Linked DNA regions of Salmo salar: region 1 is linked to region 2. A link is a contact called in public Hi-C data. All regions are on one chromosome and are shown on one strand. The core of a region is the stretch at or near the end of the contact, and the rest is flanking DNA. Distances in the headings are between cores, read along the strand shown.

The links. A called contact is a pair of places that touch in the nucleus more often than the background predicts.
Region 1: a Hi-C map of gill shows a contact between it and region 2, with 2.1 times the contacts expected there. The contact joins the enhancer-like site here to the promoter of LOC106571934 in region 2. A contact is called at or near these places in 2 of 3 Hi-C or Micro-C datasets (gill and muscle).

Annotation. Positions count from the first base shown.
Region 1 is chrssa15:66,265,982-66,269,725 of Ssal_v3.1, reverse strand. It overlaps LOC106571934 (nuclear receptor coactivator 3), which reads right to left. Exons shown (of 22, transcript XM_014145511.2): 3 at 2,140-2,247; 4 at 1,200-1,360. The coding sequence starts at 2,228. Among protein-coding and RNA genes, the nearest start is that of LOC106571937, 26 kb to the left of the region's middle. Within about 2 kb of position 2,300, at least 2 of the 13 cell types and tissues checked have an H3K27ac peak or open chromatin away from gene starts, as enhancers often do. A contact at or near this core is called in gill, where this site is marked.
Region 2 is chrssa15:66,153,702-66,157,818 of Ssal_v3.1, reverse strand. It overlaps LOC106571934 (nuclear receptor coactivator 3), which reads right to left and starts at 1,989. Exons shown (of 22, transcript XM_014145511.2): 1 at 1,847-1,989.

The DNA.
Region 1 (3,744 bases), core at 1,051-3,550, 110 kb before region 2:
GTAGATGAATAGAATACACGTAGAGGAAGTGAAAAAAAACAAAAAAACTACAAGGCATCACGTTGGATGCAGGTTTAGCATGGTCAGAACACATAGATAATATTGTTATAAGATGGGTGAGGGAATTGTTGTTACAAGAAAATGTTCAGAGTATGTAACATCTAGCACACTGAATCAGGTGATTCAATCCCTGGTCCTATCACATTTAGAGTACTGTCCAGTTATATGGTCAATCCCTGGTCCTATCACACTTGAAGTATTGTCTGGTTATATGGTCATCTGCAGCAAAGAAAGATATAAAAAAGCTCCAAATGGCTCAAAACAGGGCTGCCAGATTATCTCTTCATTGCTCTAAGCAAATGTATATTATTAAAATGCATCAGAATCTCTCATGGCTTCACGTTAAAAACAAATTACAATCTAGTCTTCTGATTTTCTTTAGGAATGTTATATTTTTCAAAAACCACAGTATTTTTCAGTCCAATTAGTACATACTAGCAACACGCATAACCACCAAACCAGACAGGCAAATTCAGGGCAGCTAAAACAACACAAGCCAAGGACAAATCGCCTTAAATCTACAGTTTAATATAGAGCTATAGCTGAATGGAACTTTTTACTAATCCATATTTCTCAGGCAAAAAGTAAATCCACCCTCAAGGAAAAAAATAAAAGAACATCTAATGTGATAGACCATATGACTGGACAGGAAATAGAAAGCATCAACTGAATGTTAAATGTGTTTCCTGTCAGGTATTTTCATTATCTGTATTGTCTACTTGTTGAATGTTTGTGAAGTCTTGATAGTGGTTGTTTGTAATTTCTTGTTAATTGGTGTTGGACCCCAGGAAGATTAGCTAGCGTTATGGCGTTAGCTAATGGGGATCCTAATAAAAATTACGAAAATATTACCTCAATTACCTCGACTAACCTGTGCCCCCGCACATTGACTCTGTACTGGTACCCCCTGTATATAGCCACGCTACTGTTATTTTACTGCTGCTCTTTAATTATTTGTATTTTTTACTTAACACTTATTTTTCTTAAAACTACATTGTTGGTTAAGGGATTGTAAGTAAGCAATTCACTGTAAGGTATACACGCATGTGACAAATAAAATGTGATTTGATAGTGATAGATATTACTAATGGGTTAGCCAACACTGCAGTGTGTGTGTGTGTGTGTGTGTGTCTACTCACCCTGCTCCTTGATCTGTCTGATCTGGCGCACCGTCTCCTTGAGGATAGCACACTTGTCTGGCTTGACGTTGAAGCTGTCGATGTCACTGAGATTGGCAGAGATCAGTTCGGCCAGCTCCTCAATGTATTTACTCTCCTGCTCCCGCCGCCTTCGCTCACACCTACAGGGGGTGCCACTGTGTTTTACTACCGGTATTCACCAATATTATTTACCATTGTTTTGTGAGGTTTGTATTCAAACACAAGAAAATGGACTGAAACAGGGAGGGGCTACCTAAAACTGTCCAATAAGAAATACTTGTTTTTGTTTTCCATTGCAAAACATTTCAAGGAAGTTGGCCTATTTCCAAATAACTTGTTGTTACATGTCCATGGTTAGTGAATCTGAGCAGTCTGTGTTATTTACAATATAGCATTCTGGGGGATGTGGCTCATTCCGCGTCACCACCATTCTCTAGTTCAGGTATGAATGTATGCATTAATTCTCTCATACATACATACATACATACATTCTACCTGTCTTGACTTTGAGGATGCGTTTTCAGACTATTGAAAAAGAAACCGATTTCCAACAGGTCAATGTTGAGCTTAACTCAATATCCCAGCCAATAATCAAAATGGTCAAATATTGTGAAACCGGTTGTAAACTGGTTCAAACTGTAGTGTAGACGAGATACCTTTAATGTAAGTGATTACAGCTACTAGAGATCTCCAGATTCAGAAGCCAGGGTTGACTTACAGTGGGCTACATTAAAAAAGACTACACCCTGTTTTAATGTACATTTGGAAGTTGATTCATAAAACATATGAACAAAAATGTATCTGACTTGACAAAATAGATTTGCACTTGTATGTTGTTTTAAAAAAAAACAAATAAAGAAGAAAATCCCCAAATACCCCCCCCATCCCATGGCCTCACGCCAGCCGCTGCCTTACTCACCCCAGACTGGGCGTGTCGCAGGTGGAGAGCTTGCGTTTTCGGTTTTCCGAGCTCAGAGGCTCCATGGAGTTGTCCCCCAGTCCGCTCATCGTGTACACATATCAGCACCTGACAGGGACAGGACAAACACACATGCTTAGCCACAGGTCAGATAATGGGAGGGATGGTCAATAAGATGTTGTTAATGTAACTGGGTGGGGAAGAAACGAGAAGGTGTGGAAACCTCCATATATAAAAACACATCTCACCTTATGGCTGTGGATAATACTCAAACTCAGAGGGAGACACACACAGGACGTGAAGGAGAAGCTTTATGCTAAATATCCAACCTCCAGGGTACTCTTAAGCTTACTTTATGCAAATCACGCTATTGGCACAATATGAAAAATCTATATTGCATCGTCTGCCTCCTCCTCTCAGGGTAGAGTGTGTGTATGACCTCGCGCACACACGCAGACACACAAGGATTAGCAGTGTCTCTGACAGTAAGACACGCTGTACGACTAACCCTGTTAGACAGCAGTCTGTCTCCTACAATGCATCTCACTCGGTCTACAGGAATGTAGGCTGTCTAAGGTGGAGAGAGGCGGGGAGGGGGGAGGAAGAGAAGTGAGGAAAGGAGAAGCTGGCAGCATGAAGTCCACGCTGATTGGTCCATTTATTTACCAGTGACGCCGGAGAAAGGTAGGAGGGAGGGAAAGAGAGAGAGAGAGAGAGGAAGAGGGGGCAGAGGGAGAGAATGCAAAAGGAGGGGGAGTGAATGAGGTGAGAGACAGAGAAAGGGAGGGGACATGGGGGTGCAGGATGAGAGCAAGAGGATAGAGAGTGAGATCAGTGGCGATCCCCTAAAAGCACACCGCTTCGATACAGCAGGTCAGGAGAATTAGGCTAAGGCTACAAAAAGTAACTTGTGTCGAAGTGGTGTGTTTTTAGGGAGTCCCAAGCAGTGGAAACAGAGGAGAGGAGGAGGGAAAAGTGTAGTGAAGGGGAGGGAGCAAGAGGGAGAGCGGGAAGAGAGTGAGAGAAGGCGTGGAAGGAAGGGAGATGGAGGAGAGAGAGAGAGAGAGAGAGAGATGCAGTGCACGATCAGGAGGAGAACCACACTCCAGTGCCCTTCTTAACCTTCCCAGCAAGTGCATCATATTTATTCCATTGATTACATGGTTACCCTCTGACCGACATGCATGAAACCTCTACTGAATAGAAAAGCAAGCCACCAGAGGGAAAGGAACAGTGTTGCCATTCTATAATTCTATCCATTTGTTTTACAGATATTTTTTGGAATGTATATCACTTGGATTTCAATTTCAATAATTTCAAGGACATTCGATTGGCATGACAAAAAGAGTGCGTTCATTGCCACATCATCCCAGCTGTGCCAAATAGTGCACTGTAACGTTCTAAAGATAGCCCACTAAAATGGCTTGTGAACAGACGTTCTACCCTGCCTATTCATTCGATCATGCCTGCTGGTCTGACAACATCACCTAAATCAGGGATGGGCAACTGATGGGGTGGAGGCCACAAAAAAATGGCTGAACTCATAATTAGGGGCCGCAGTGGCTTGCGGGTCTGCGTACCCACATCCATACCCGCCCACCATGC
Region 2 (4,117 bases), core at 740-3,239:
CTAGAGAGAGAGAGAGAGAGAGCTAGAGAGAGAGCTAGAGAGAGAGAGAGAGCTAGAGAGAGAGAGCTAGAGAGAGAGAGCTAGAGAGAGAGAGAGAGCTAGAGCTAGAGAGAGAGCTAGAGCTAGAGAGAGCTAGAGAGCTAGAGAGAGAGAGAGAGAGAGCTAGAGAGAGAGAGCTAGAGAGAGAGCTGAGAGAGCTAGAGAGAGAGCTAGAGAGAGAGCTAGAGAGAGAGAGCTAGAGAGAGAGAGAGCTAGAGAGAGAGCTAGAGAGAGAGCTAGAGAGAGAGAGAGAGAGAGAGAGAGCAGAGAGAGAGCTAGAGAGAGCTAGAGAGAGCTAGAGAGAGAGAGAGAGAGAGAGCTAGAGAGAGAGAGCTAGAGAGCAGAGAGAGAGAGAGCGAGAGAGAGAGAGAGAGAGAGCGAGAGAGAGAGAGAGAGAGAGAGAGAGAGCGAGAGCTAGAGAGAGAGCGAGAGCTAGAGAGAGAGAGAGCTAGAGAGAGAGAGAGGCTAGAGAGAGAGAGAGAGAGAGCTAGAGAGGCGAGAGAGAGAGAGAGCTAGAGAGAGAGAGCTAGAGAGCTAGAGAGAGAGAGAGAGAGAGAGAGGCTAGAGAGAGAGAGAGAGAGAGCTAGAGAGAGAGAGAGAGACCTGGAGAGAGAGCTAGAGAGAGAGAGCTAGAGAGAGAGAGCTAGAGAGAGAGAGAGCTAGAGCTAGAGAGAGAGAGCTAGAGAGAGAGAGCTAGAGAGAGCTAGAGAGAGAGGCTAGAGAGAGCTAGAGAGAGAGCTAGAGAGAGAGAGCTAGGAGAGAGAGAGCTAGAGAGAGAGCTAGAGAGGCTAGAGAGAGCGAGAGAGAGAGAGCGAGAGCTAGAGAGAGAGCGAGAGCTAGAGAGAGCGAGAGCTAGAGAGAGAGCGAGAGCTAGAGAGAGCGAGAGCAGAGAGAGAGAGAGCTAGAGAGAGAGAGAGAGAGAGAGAGCTAGAGAGAGAGAGAGAGAGAGAGAGAGAGAGAGAGAGAGAGAGAGAGAGAGAGAGAGCTAGAGAGAGAGAGAGAGCTAGAGAGAGAGAGAGAGCTAGAGAGAGAGAGAGAGCTAGAGAGAGAGAGAGCTGAGAGAGAGAGAGAGCTAGAGAGCAGAGAGCTAGAGAGCTAGAGAGCTAGAGAGCTAGAGAGCTAGAGAGCGAGAGAGAGAGAGAGAGAGAGAGAGAGAGAGAGCTAGAGAGAGAGAGCGCGCAAGAGCTAGAGAGAGAGCTAGAGAGAGAGAGAGAGAGAGAGAGCGCGAGAGCTAGAGAGAGAGAGCATTTACATTTGACTTGGTTAGACTTTACCCCTGCGCCGCCGGGCGACATGAACTTACTGAATGAATGCAACATGTCCTAGGCTAGTTTACGAGTCAGAAAATACTATGATTTATCTCGTGTCGTCTGCGCCAAGTGTGACAGAACATAAACAACACTTTTTTTTTCAACCTTGTCCTCTTAGTAAGTTAGAAAATGTGTCCCTTCAAGTTCCAAACTAAAGGACACTTTATTTTCATTTCCTCAGCTATGACCATTAATAGACTCAAAGCCACTATGTCAGAGACCATAGGGTACAGCACGCTATACCTACACCAACATCCATGACCTTGGCTTGGACCTGGAGTTATACTTTTTCTTTGCTGTCCAAATAAACGGGAATATGCACAGTGCCCGTGTGTGCGGTGCACCAACCTGTATTGTGTTATGAAGAGTGTATTGAGTCCTACTACACATTAGTGGACAACAAAGTCCGTCCAAACGAACGACGGACAATGCCATTCGTGCGTAAAACCGAGTTTGGCATAGAAGGAACGTGTAAAGGGAAAACGTAGTAAACTCACCAAATCGATGTATCTCTGTCAGCGCACCGATATCTTCTTCGTTTCGCTATTAACTCTCCGCCATCTTCAACGCTGTGTTTGTTTAAATGGGAAACACTCCCGAAGCCCAAGAAGCCAGCTTGTGGCTGAGCGATGGGGTTTCTGGGTAGTGTAGTTTTATTCCCGTCGAACGCTTCAGCTAGGGCAGACCTCTCGGATACGGACTACAACTACGTATGCCCCAAGAGGAGACCTCGAGCTGTGGTGTAGACGGCTGACAGCGACGATATTAGAGCAGAAAAATGCCATGGTGTTTATTTTTAGTTAACCTGAGGAGCACTTGAAAAGCAAACAGTGACTTGTTTGTGTGCAAATGCCTGTAATAGCTAATAGGCTGTTCTGCTATCATCTGCTTTAACATGGTCATGACGGTTTGCAGAAGGGGTGTGGCTTGGACATAATGTCTAAGTAAACTTATAACATTTACAGCAGGGATCGTCAACTAAATTCAACACAAATATATATATATCATATTTCACTACAACAGAATCATTTCAAACCTTGCTTGCTTTTGTACACGATCACATATCTCTCTATTTATTATGCGTGGTAATACTTTGGGAGGTGCCATATTCAATCAAACCACTTTAACCGTGATTTGAGTTTGATTGAACTGCTATAAATGACATGATGCTTTGATTTAGTCTGGTAGTCTTACGCCTTAGCGAGAGCTAACTCTGAATTGCTAGCTGTAATAATATTTTCTGGACCTGGAAAGGGCTGCGTGGTTTTATTTTGTATCTGTAGAACAGTGGAACCTTCAGGCCTGTATGTGTTATAGATGAGGCCCATATGTGGACTCAATATGGAGGAGCTGGCAGGGTCAGTGTGGACCGGTGGCGTCAGAGTCTGCATGGTGGCCTGGGGACTGGGGCACAATCTGCACAGTCGGCCCAGAACCTGTACCCCTGCCCACTAGCGGTTCTTTACTGCTATCGTTCTTTTTTTACATCCGTTATTAGACAGTGGCAACGATGATGATTATGAACATGGTCTTTTGCCTGCTAATGCCTGCAATGCAGTGAAGAAAACGATATGGCAACAATGACGTCTAATGTAACTGGCCCCTCTAACAGTACAACTGGCCCCAGCTTGGCCCCCCCAGTTGAAATGGTCTAGAACCGCCACTGCCCCTGCCAAGAAGAGACAGGGTAAGATAGCACCAACCCGTCACCATGGTGATACCAGGCAGGCAGGCAGGGGAGTAGGCACACACACAGGCAGAGCAGAGAGTAGGGTTTCAGCTGTGCCAGGGAGGGGTAGAGATTGAGGGAGGGAGAGAGATAGGAAGAAAGTGAGAATCAGGTAGAGAGAAGGTGGAGAGAGTGTAAAAACAGAGATGGAGTGGCAGAAAGGCTGGAAGACAGGTAAAGAGGGACAACAGATGTATTGATATAGTGAGTATTTAGTATATTGTATTTACTAGGATCCCCATTAGCGACTGCCAAGTACTCTTCCTAGCGTCCAAACAGCGTTAAAACAATTACATCACAATAAATGTTAAAAAAAACAGCCTACATCATACATAAAACAACGCATCATAGAAGACATTATTACTCTATTAATCTATTAGTACAAATGTACAATATAAAATCCACAATACCACAACATTGCAATGTGTGTGTGTGTGTAGAGTGTGTGTTAGAGTGCGTGCGTGCGTGCTTCTCTTCACAGTCCGTGTTGTGCCGTGAGAGGTTGTTAGATCTGTTTTTTTCAAATCTGATTTCACTGCTCGCTTGAGTTACTTGATGTGGAAGAGAGTTCCATGTAGACACGGCTCTGTGTAGTACTGCACGTTTCCTAGAGTCTGTTTTGTACTTGGGGACTGTGAAGAGAACCCTGGTGGCATGTCTTGTGGGGTGTGTATGCATGTCTGAGCTGTGTGTTAGCTATTTGAACAGACAGTTTGGTGCTTTCAACACGTGAATACCTCACACAAAGGCGAACTAGTGATGCAGTCAATCTCTCCTCTACTTTGAGCCAGGAGAGATTGACATGCATGATATTAATATTGACCCTCCGTGTTGATTTAAGGGCCAGCCGTGCTGCTCTGTTCTGGGCCAACTGTAATTTTCCTGTAGGACTTGTTTTGTTGATTGAGTGAGTGTGAGAGGAGAGGGAGAAAAATTGTGGAAATACAGAAAATAAGGCAAGGAGGACAATGAGAGGAAAGGAGAGAGGGCAAGAGAAAGAGAGGGAGAAATGGAATGTGAATGTGCAGAGTGAGTGAAG